Regions from separate parts of the Sus scrofa genome. Here region 1 is linked to region 2. Evidence: chromatin contacts called from public promoter capture Hi-C data. All regions are on one chromosome and are shown on one strand. The core of a region is the stretch at or near the end of the contact, and the rest is flanking DNA. Distances in the headings are between cores, read along the strand shown.

The links. Promoter capture Hi-C pulls out the DNA fragments that hold promoters and counts their contacts.
Region 1: a promoter capture Hi-C map of liver shows a contact between it and region 2, with 5 times the contacts expected there. The contact joins the promoter of IDS here to the promoter of FMR1 in region 2. A contact is called at or near these places in 1 of 5 promoter capture datasets (liver) and 1 of 2 datasets of contacts at active chromatin or transcription factors (alveolar macrophages).

What each region holds. Positions count from the first base shown.
Region 1 is chrX:121,594,113-121,598,210 of Sscrofa11.1, reverse strand. IDS (iduronate 2-sulfatase) reads left to right here and starts at 1,686. Exons shown (of 9, transcript XM_021080477.1): 1 at 1,686-1,953; 2 at 2,331-2,467; 3 at 3,067-3,244. The coding sequence starts at 1,857.
Region 2 is chrX:120,358,976-120,362,934 of Sscrofa11.1, reverse strand. It overlaps FMR1 (synaptic functional regulator FMR1), which reads right to left and starts at 1,698. Exons shown (of 17, transcript XM_005673959.3): 1 at 1,410-1,698. The coding sequence starts at 1,460.

The DNA.
Region 1 (4,098 bases), core at 437-2,936, 1.2 Mb before region 2:
TGTCAGGTTCATTACCGCTGAGCCATGACAGGAATCCCCTACTGAATTATTTTTTAATTAATGGTGTTTTGATAAAGACAAGATTGCTATCATTTGGTCCTTAGTTCTTAAGCTTGCAGGAGGCAACTGTCGTGATGCCAAGGAAAGAGGAAATAAGAGTGATTTTCTAAATAGACACTGGGGTCCTTGTTGATGTCAGGCTCAGAGTTTCCTGAAACATTAAGGCCATTCTTTGGGGAGGGAAAAGCCACCCATACAAGGGAGGTGTCAGGATGAGGAGGAACAGCTGAGATGCCACCTGAAGCCTGGCAGCTTGGGTGCTTGTCTGGGGCTGGCCAACCGTGCGGGACTCAGGATGCTCTGGCCTGGGGAGGGCAGGCGGAGACCGCCCTTCCTGAGGGGACAGCAGCCAGGCTGTGGTGTGAACACCACCACCAACGCCACCCTTCTGGGACCCGAGGAAACAGCAAAGCAGATGCAGTGGCAATGGCAGCAGGCCTCAGACGAGGCCCACGCTCTGCACTGGCTATCAGCTAAGGAGCCTGCCTCTCAAGGAGAGCTGCCCTGCGCTTCCACGCCCCCAACGTGTGCCACATCAGGAGATTTAACCTCTTGGGGTGTTAATTTCTGGATCTGTAAAACCGGAAGGACAGCAGCATTTAGCTCACAGTGTTGGTGTGAGGAGAAAATTAGCATGTTGCCTGGGGTATAGGAAGCCCCCAATAACAATACTAATATTTCTGCATTCCCGCAGGCAAAAGCAGTAAGATCTCTAATCGGCCTGGTATTGTGTTAGCTTATTTCTTTAGGAGGCGGAGGGGGTGGGAGGGGTGAGTCAGAGACGGAGAGGGGATTGTCACACTTCCTGCCCAATCTTCAGCCCCAGGCAGACGGTGGTGACTGATTCTTGCCTGAGAATTCGCCTGAGAATTCTGACTCTCGCTCTTCCCACCGCCTACCTGCTCCCCATCTCCTGTTTCCTCGCCAGCCACACCAGCCTCTGTGCCAGCCGTGCCAGCTACACCAGCCTCTGCCATCGGCTAATACTGCCAAGCATGCTCTCCACAATGGCTGCTCCCTCACCTCCAAGTTTGTGTTCGAATGTCGCTTTACGAGCAAGGCCTTGCCTGGCCACCCCATAGAAAATAGCGTGAAACTCTCCGTGTGCCCCGCTCACCTCCTGTGTTAGTTTTCTCCAGAACACGCATGCCCACTGCCATTCAATGTTTATTTGGTCATTAATTGTGGGCGAGCTCCACCAGGGCGGGGACTTAGAACTCCAGAACCGCCAACAGTGCTTGGTATACGTATCTGGGGTACTCATTATGTATTTGTTGAACAAGTGCATAGAAAAGGGGTCCCTTTAGATGGAGGAAGGCAGGTTCTCATAGGGTCTCATTGAAGGAGAATGGCCTTTGGGCCGGTCTGCAAGGAAGATGTGAATTTTGTAGAGAGATGAGGGAAGGGAAGGGCTCCCAGGAGAAAGCATAGCAGGAGCAAAGGCAAAGAGGCAGGAAACCGCTGGTTCAGAAAAGTGCTTGCAAACTCAAACCAGAGACGCCTGGAAAGACTCGCAAAGGAGCCGTCCTGCTGCGGCGGCGCGCCCTGGCCGGACGGTGGGCGGGGCACCTGGGCGGGGCCGGCCCCGCCCTGGAGCCGCGGCCCCGCCCTCTGTGGCCCGGATTTCGCGCAGGCGCACTCGCGCCCGGGCCAGCGCCCGGGCCTGTGCGCCGGGCGGCTGCGGCTGCCTTGCGCGGTCCGCTGGGGCTGCCCACCCGAGGCTGGCGGCGGGGGCGGCCCGGCCCGCCTGCCCAAGCTTGTCATCGTTGTCCCGGAGCGGCCGCGCTGGGGCAAGAATGCTGCCGCCCGGCCGGGGCTTGCTCTGGCTTGGCCTGGTCCTGGGCTCTGCCTGCGCCTCCCTCGGATCCGCGGCGCCGGGCAGCGTCGCCACAGGTGCCTCCTGCGCCCTCGCCCACGTTGCGGGGCTCCCTCCCTTTTTCCCTGCCCACGTCCTCCCTTACCCGCTTCGCTCCCTCCTTCCTACAGTTCCTTCTTCCATCTCTCCCTCCCCTACCTCCCTTCCACCCACTTCCCTCCCTCCCTCATTCTCCCTCTGCCGTCCTGGTTTGAGGCCATGGCCAGAGCCTAACCCTGCCACCCAGGACTGGGGCTTCCTCTGTGCACCTACCCCCACCTTCCCTGGCTTGGCTGGCTCAGTTGTCAAGGTGGCTGGGGCCAGCTATGGGCCTCTGGGTACCCCGGCGCCCACCACGGGTGGGGGTTGGGTGTCGCTGCAGGTGATCTCACTGAAGCCCCTGTCTCGAGTGCAGATGCTCTGAATGTCCTTCTAATCATCGTGGATGACCTGCGCCCCTCCCTGGGCTGTTACGGGGACAAGCTGGTAAGGTCTCCAAACATCGACCAGCTGGCATCCCACAGCCTTCTCTTCCAGAATGCCTTTGCCCAGGTATGTGTGCGCACCTCGAGGTGTGGGTGTGCTGCCTCCTGCACCGAGGGTTGGGGGATGGCACCCACTGTGCCGGGCATCTCTTTATTAGAAGGGAGCATGGTCTGGGAAATGGTGGTTGAGAAGAACCTGGTTATTCACTGGCAAGGAAGCTTATGCCTTCACGGTGCTTCTCCTTGGGTAGAGGGTGGCATGCCATAGCCCGGTCCTGCCCAGCTTTCCTCCCCAAATGGGGGATTGCTGGGTGCTAAGGAGGGAGTGTTGCCATGGTGGCACTCCTCCCTGTGTCCCTTCCTGTGGCCACCCCCAGGATCCTTGCCTGCTCTGGGTACCCAGGAGATGCCATCAAGCAGAAGGGCACAGTCATCGGCTGGAGTGAGGGGCTGAGGGCGCCCCCCGCCCCCAGCCCCCAGCCTGGGGAGACTTCTTTCTTTTTGGCATCTGGGTGAGGCCCAAACCCTGCTGGATGGCTTGGAGAGCTGCCTGATGCAGCCACCCCAGCTCTTCACTGAGGACCTGGAGGTTGCCTGGTTACCTTTCAGCTCACAGACTCTTGTTTTCCTCTGAGGACGTTTCCTTCTGCTTCTGCTTCCTACTAGCAAGCGGTGTGCGCGCCGAGCCGCGTGTCCTTTCTCACCGGGAGGAGACCGGACACGACCCGCCTGTATGACTTCAACTCCTACTGGAGGGCGCACGCCGGGAACTTCTCCACCATCCCGCAGTACTTCAAGCAGAACGGCTACGTGACCGTGTCCGTTGGAAAAGTCTTTCACCCTGGTACTACTTGCCCAGCAGAGTCTGGGCTCTGTCCTGTTTTGTGCCTGAGTCCTGGGGTCCCCTCCTGGGGTCGGGGCTGTCTTTGCAGGGGCCTCTTGGGGAGAGTCACTGCCACCTTGGTACAGAATACTCCTCAGCTTGGCGGTGTGTTCTCACCCAAAGTGAGAAATGGCAGAAGGGCTTTTCTTCCTTCGGAATCCAGGTTCCTTTAGCTCCTCGGCTGGAAGGAAGGCCACTGGTGGGGGCACGGGCGTGGTGGCCTTGGCTGCGAGTCCAGCTCTGCGCCTGACCCTCTGTATCCAGGCTCCCTGGCAGTAAGGCGAGACCAGGGCAGCTATGCTGACTCGCCCAGCGAAGAGGCTGCAGTTTGGTGGCGGTCGCCTGCCTACTGTCTGAATTAGATCAGAAGGAGGAGGGTAAGCTGGGACCCAGGGTCCCTAGAAGTGCCAGGGGCCACCAGCCCTGACTTTCAGCACTGGTCAGCTGGCTCTCTTTAATGCCACAATGAGAATGCTGAAGCACAAACTTTAAACCTTTTTTTTTTTAACTTGAAGTAGTGCATGATTATTTGATGAAAAGTTTGGGGGGGAAGGAAAGTATAAATTGAAGAATATAAATTACATGTACGTGCACCACACAGAGGAGGGGGGCGTTTTGATGTCCCCATGTTCTGGGCATATTTTTTTCTGCTTCGAGCTTTTCCCGTATATACAGCTTTATGTCGTGAGTGTTTTAAACAGACATTTTCCCACATAGTTACTCTTCGTGCAACATCGTTTTTAATGGCAGCACAGTCGTCTAGCAGAGGTACTGGGGTTTAGTTCCCCCGGTTTTCAGGCCTCCCTGTCTGGCAG
Region 2 (3,959 bases), core at 449-2,948:
TATGGAACTGTTTATTTACTTTTTTCACTTACGAAATATATCGATCTCCAAATATCAATGTAAAATTGGTAAACACATAGTTAATGTTTATTTTCCTATTGCTTGTTTGAAACGTTTGTGTTATCCTATATAAATTTAAGAATTGCATTTGGACAATGGCAATATTTAATTTCCACGCTTCCTTCTACATGCACCTTCTGTTGCCGAAATTCTGTAGTAAGGTGGGACATTGCTTACAAAAGTTATAGAGAGACATTCAAGAGGAAATGAGAACCCATAGATTGCTAGATCTACACTAAGTATCGACACACTACCAACACTTGAAAATATTTTTAATCCTCCTTTTCAAAATGCAAGATATTAGCTGATTGATTTGCAATGGTGTAACTTAAAGAGAGACCCGCAATAAAACCTGGCAAGCCTCCTTAAAACCTCAACAATACAGTCCACTGCAACATTACACATTCAGAGAAGATAGTCAAGTACTTGGAGCACAAAACAATCATTTCTATTTACTTAAAAAATCCCCAGCAATGATATACTCTTAATTTCCTCAAGTTTCATGGCATATATCCAGGCCTTCGGAGGGTTAAATTTTTCTTAAGTAGCAAGCAGAGTTGCCAATGTTTTTAGACGCTGAAGCATCTGTATTCCTGAATTCGCCCACATTTATAAAAAGGGAAGGGGGGCCACGAATACTCAAGATTACCAACTTTTATAATGCATTACTCGGATACGTCAGGGTCTTCCTGAAACTTTTGAATCTAAAACCTCTTCTGAAATCCACAAAGAAAGGTCACTAAAAATCAGTTGCCATTGTGATTTGGTACCGACTACAGCTTCTTACTACTCTTTCTTTACACCGCTCGCCCAGAACAGTGGAGCTCTCCGAAGTCCCAATGCTGGAGAAGCCAAAGGAGATCGCAAACGCTCTTTGCAAGGCAGAAGGCGGCTTGACGGAAGCGCCCCCCGCTCCTCTGCAACTACCCACACGTCAGGCCCGGATCCCACTGGGAGAGGATATTTAAAAAAAGAGAAATAAGCCGTCACCGTCACTTCGGCGCGGATACCGGCCCTTCCCGCCCGGATCTCCTATCTGCCGTCGGCCCTCGCCCATCCCCAGCTCTCCTTGCCGGGACTCGGCCCCCGAAAGGACACGTTCTTTTCCTTGCCCGGCTTCTCATTCCGACAGGCGCCGGGGCCTCCCCTAGGAGAGGCAGCGGGGCTCGAGGGGCTCCCTACAGGCCCTAAGTCCGGTCCTTCCCTCCCTTCCAAACAACATCCCGCCGAGCGCGCCTGGTCCCCGGGCGCGGCGCTCGGGAAGCGGGCCCCAGGCCTGCCTCCAGCCGAGGCTAAGAAAAAAGGGAGGGAAAGAAGGGGAAGATGGGGCCTGCCCTGGAGCCAAGTACCTTGTAGAAAGCGCCATTGGAGCCCCGCACTTCCACCACCAGCTCCTCCATCTTCTCGTCCGCCCTGCTCGCGCCGGGAGCCCGCCCCCGAGAGCTGGGCTGCGGGCGCTCGAGGCCCAGCCGCCGCCGCCGCCGCCGCCGCCGCCGCCGCCGCCGCCGCCGCGCTGCCGCACGCCCCCCGGCAGCGGCGCCGCCGTCACCGCCGCCGCCTGCGCTCGCCGTCGGCTCACCGCCCGCTCCGAGGCGGCCCCTCACCGGAAGTGAAACCGAAACGGAGCCGAGCGCCTGACTGAGGCCGAACGCTCCGGCCGCTCCGCGTGTAAACAGTGAAACCGCGTCACGTGACCGACGCCGCCCCTCCCCCCGCGGGTTCGGCCCCTCGGCCCCGCCCTCTTCCCCTCGCGGGCCCAGGAGCGCGCGCCTGCGCGCTGCTGGGGACCGGCCGGGGGCCGGGCCCAACGTAGGGCGCGCGGGCTGGGCGTGCGCGGGCTCGGCGGCGGGCGGGAAGGCGGGAAGGGCGGCGACAGGTCGCCCCGCTGGCCGAGGTCGGCCGGCTTCCCCTTGCCCGGCGAGGTCCAGAGCACCCTTTCATTTAGGGGGCCAAGCCGAGGCGTGGGAAAGGGCCTCCCATAGCCACCAAGCGTATTCACTTAGCTAAGTCCGGGCCGGCTTGGGTTGGAGGGGTTTTGTTTTGAAGTAGGGCAGAGCCTGATTGAGCTGGAGCTGGAGTGGGGGACAAGAATAAAGGTGAAGACTTAGATGAAAGATTTTGAACTAGTAACAGTGGCGACCACGGTGACCCAGGCTTGTGTGACCCTTAGCGGCAGAAGGTGAGACTAACGCCGCCCCCGCCCCAGGAGGTTTTGGGCCGCCCTGTGGATCCGTCCCGTGTCCTCTGAGGGGCAGTGGATTGTGTCAGCATCGCAAAGTGTCAGCCCTCCCTCAGACCCGGCACTGACCCACATACTTCCCTTCCCTCGATTCAGGGTCATACTTTTACCTAACATGCGTTCAAAACAAGAAAAAATGTGTTAAACCCTTGTTCATTTCTTTACAGTTGATTTCTCTACTCTTTCGCGCCCACTGTATGCCCGCGCTGTACCACAGGCCACCTATCTCCAGGGGCCCGTGCACCCGTTTCCTTGCCGCTCTCCCACTTCACCCTCCGCAGTGGAACAAACCGGAACTCTCCCCCTGCCTCTGCACCGTGCTTGTATCCACCTTGATCTAGATTTCCTTTGGAAGGCTTCTATTCAACCGAGTTTATTGAGCCCCGACCAAATGCCAGATACTATGCTGAGTGCCAGTGAGACACTGGTGAGAGAAAGAAAGAGTCGCCTGCCTTGAACTTGGAACCTAGAAGCATAGATAAACGAAAATCAAAATTGTCAGAAAAGTAAACGTGGAGTTGGAACCGTGATAAGAGCTATGTAGAGTAGGTACACCTATAATAGTGGGACAGGATCCCGTGTGGGGTGGGGGAGGGGGGGTCGGAACTGGGAAACGGCTCCAGCTGGAATGTGACCAGTAAGCGTGAACTGGCAACACTGAGTTGGTAGAGGCGGGTTGAACTGCCCCAGGCAGGTGCCCCAGAATGTGAGGCATCCTGGGGCCTCCAGTTCCCTTCCCACCCTCCTCCGAGCCAGAGTAGCAGTGTTGCTGCTGGTGGAGCTCCAGCATGAAAGCCTCAGATCAAGGGCCACATTCCTTGAGGCCACGCTGAACACGAAGCCTTTTGAACTAGGGTTTCTGGAGTAGTTACAAGATGCAAAGATTTCAATGGGGCGGAAAGAGAATCTCACCGTAGGCTGGAGGGAAGCAGACCAGAGCAGGAGCTTTAACCCCAATGTGGTAAAGGGGGACAGATTGATTGATTAGAATGACTGTACCTCCCACGTGTAGGGTGTTGTTCAATTTACTCATTCAGATATCGGCGCTTCACAACCACTACAAGCTGCACTAAACCTGGTGCTGGTCCCTGAGCCTCTGATGCACTTTCATGCCTTCATGTCTCTACACATGCTTCCTGGCCCCAGAAATGCTCTTCTCCTTAGGGTTATCAGCTGGATTCCTATGAGTTACTTGTATCTCAGGTGCAAAGAGTTGATTTCGTTCCTCAATTCTCAGCACATTGTCATCATCAGTCCCTGGAAGGCCTCCTTTTTATTTACATTATTTTACACTACTTATATGACTTTTTCCTCGTCTTTCTTGATACCACTCTCATGCTTCTTTTAGACACAAACTGCAATTTGTTGGATATAGATCCTTGATCATTTTTTTTTTTTTTTTTTTGTCTTTTGTCTTTTTTTGTTGTTATTGTTGCTATTTCTTGGGCCGCTCCCGCGGCATATGGAGGTTCCCAGGCTAGGGGTTGAATCGGAGCTGTAGCCACCGGCCTACGCCAGAGCCACAGCAACGCGGGATCCGAGCCGCGTCTGCAACCTACACCACAGCTCACGGCAACGCCGGATCTTTAACCCACTGAGCAAGGGCAGGGACCGAACCCGCAACCTCATGGTTCCTAGTCGGATTCGTTAACCACTGCGC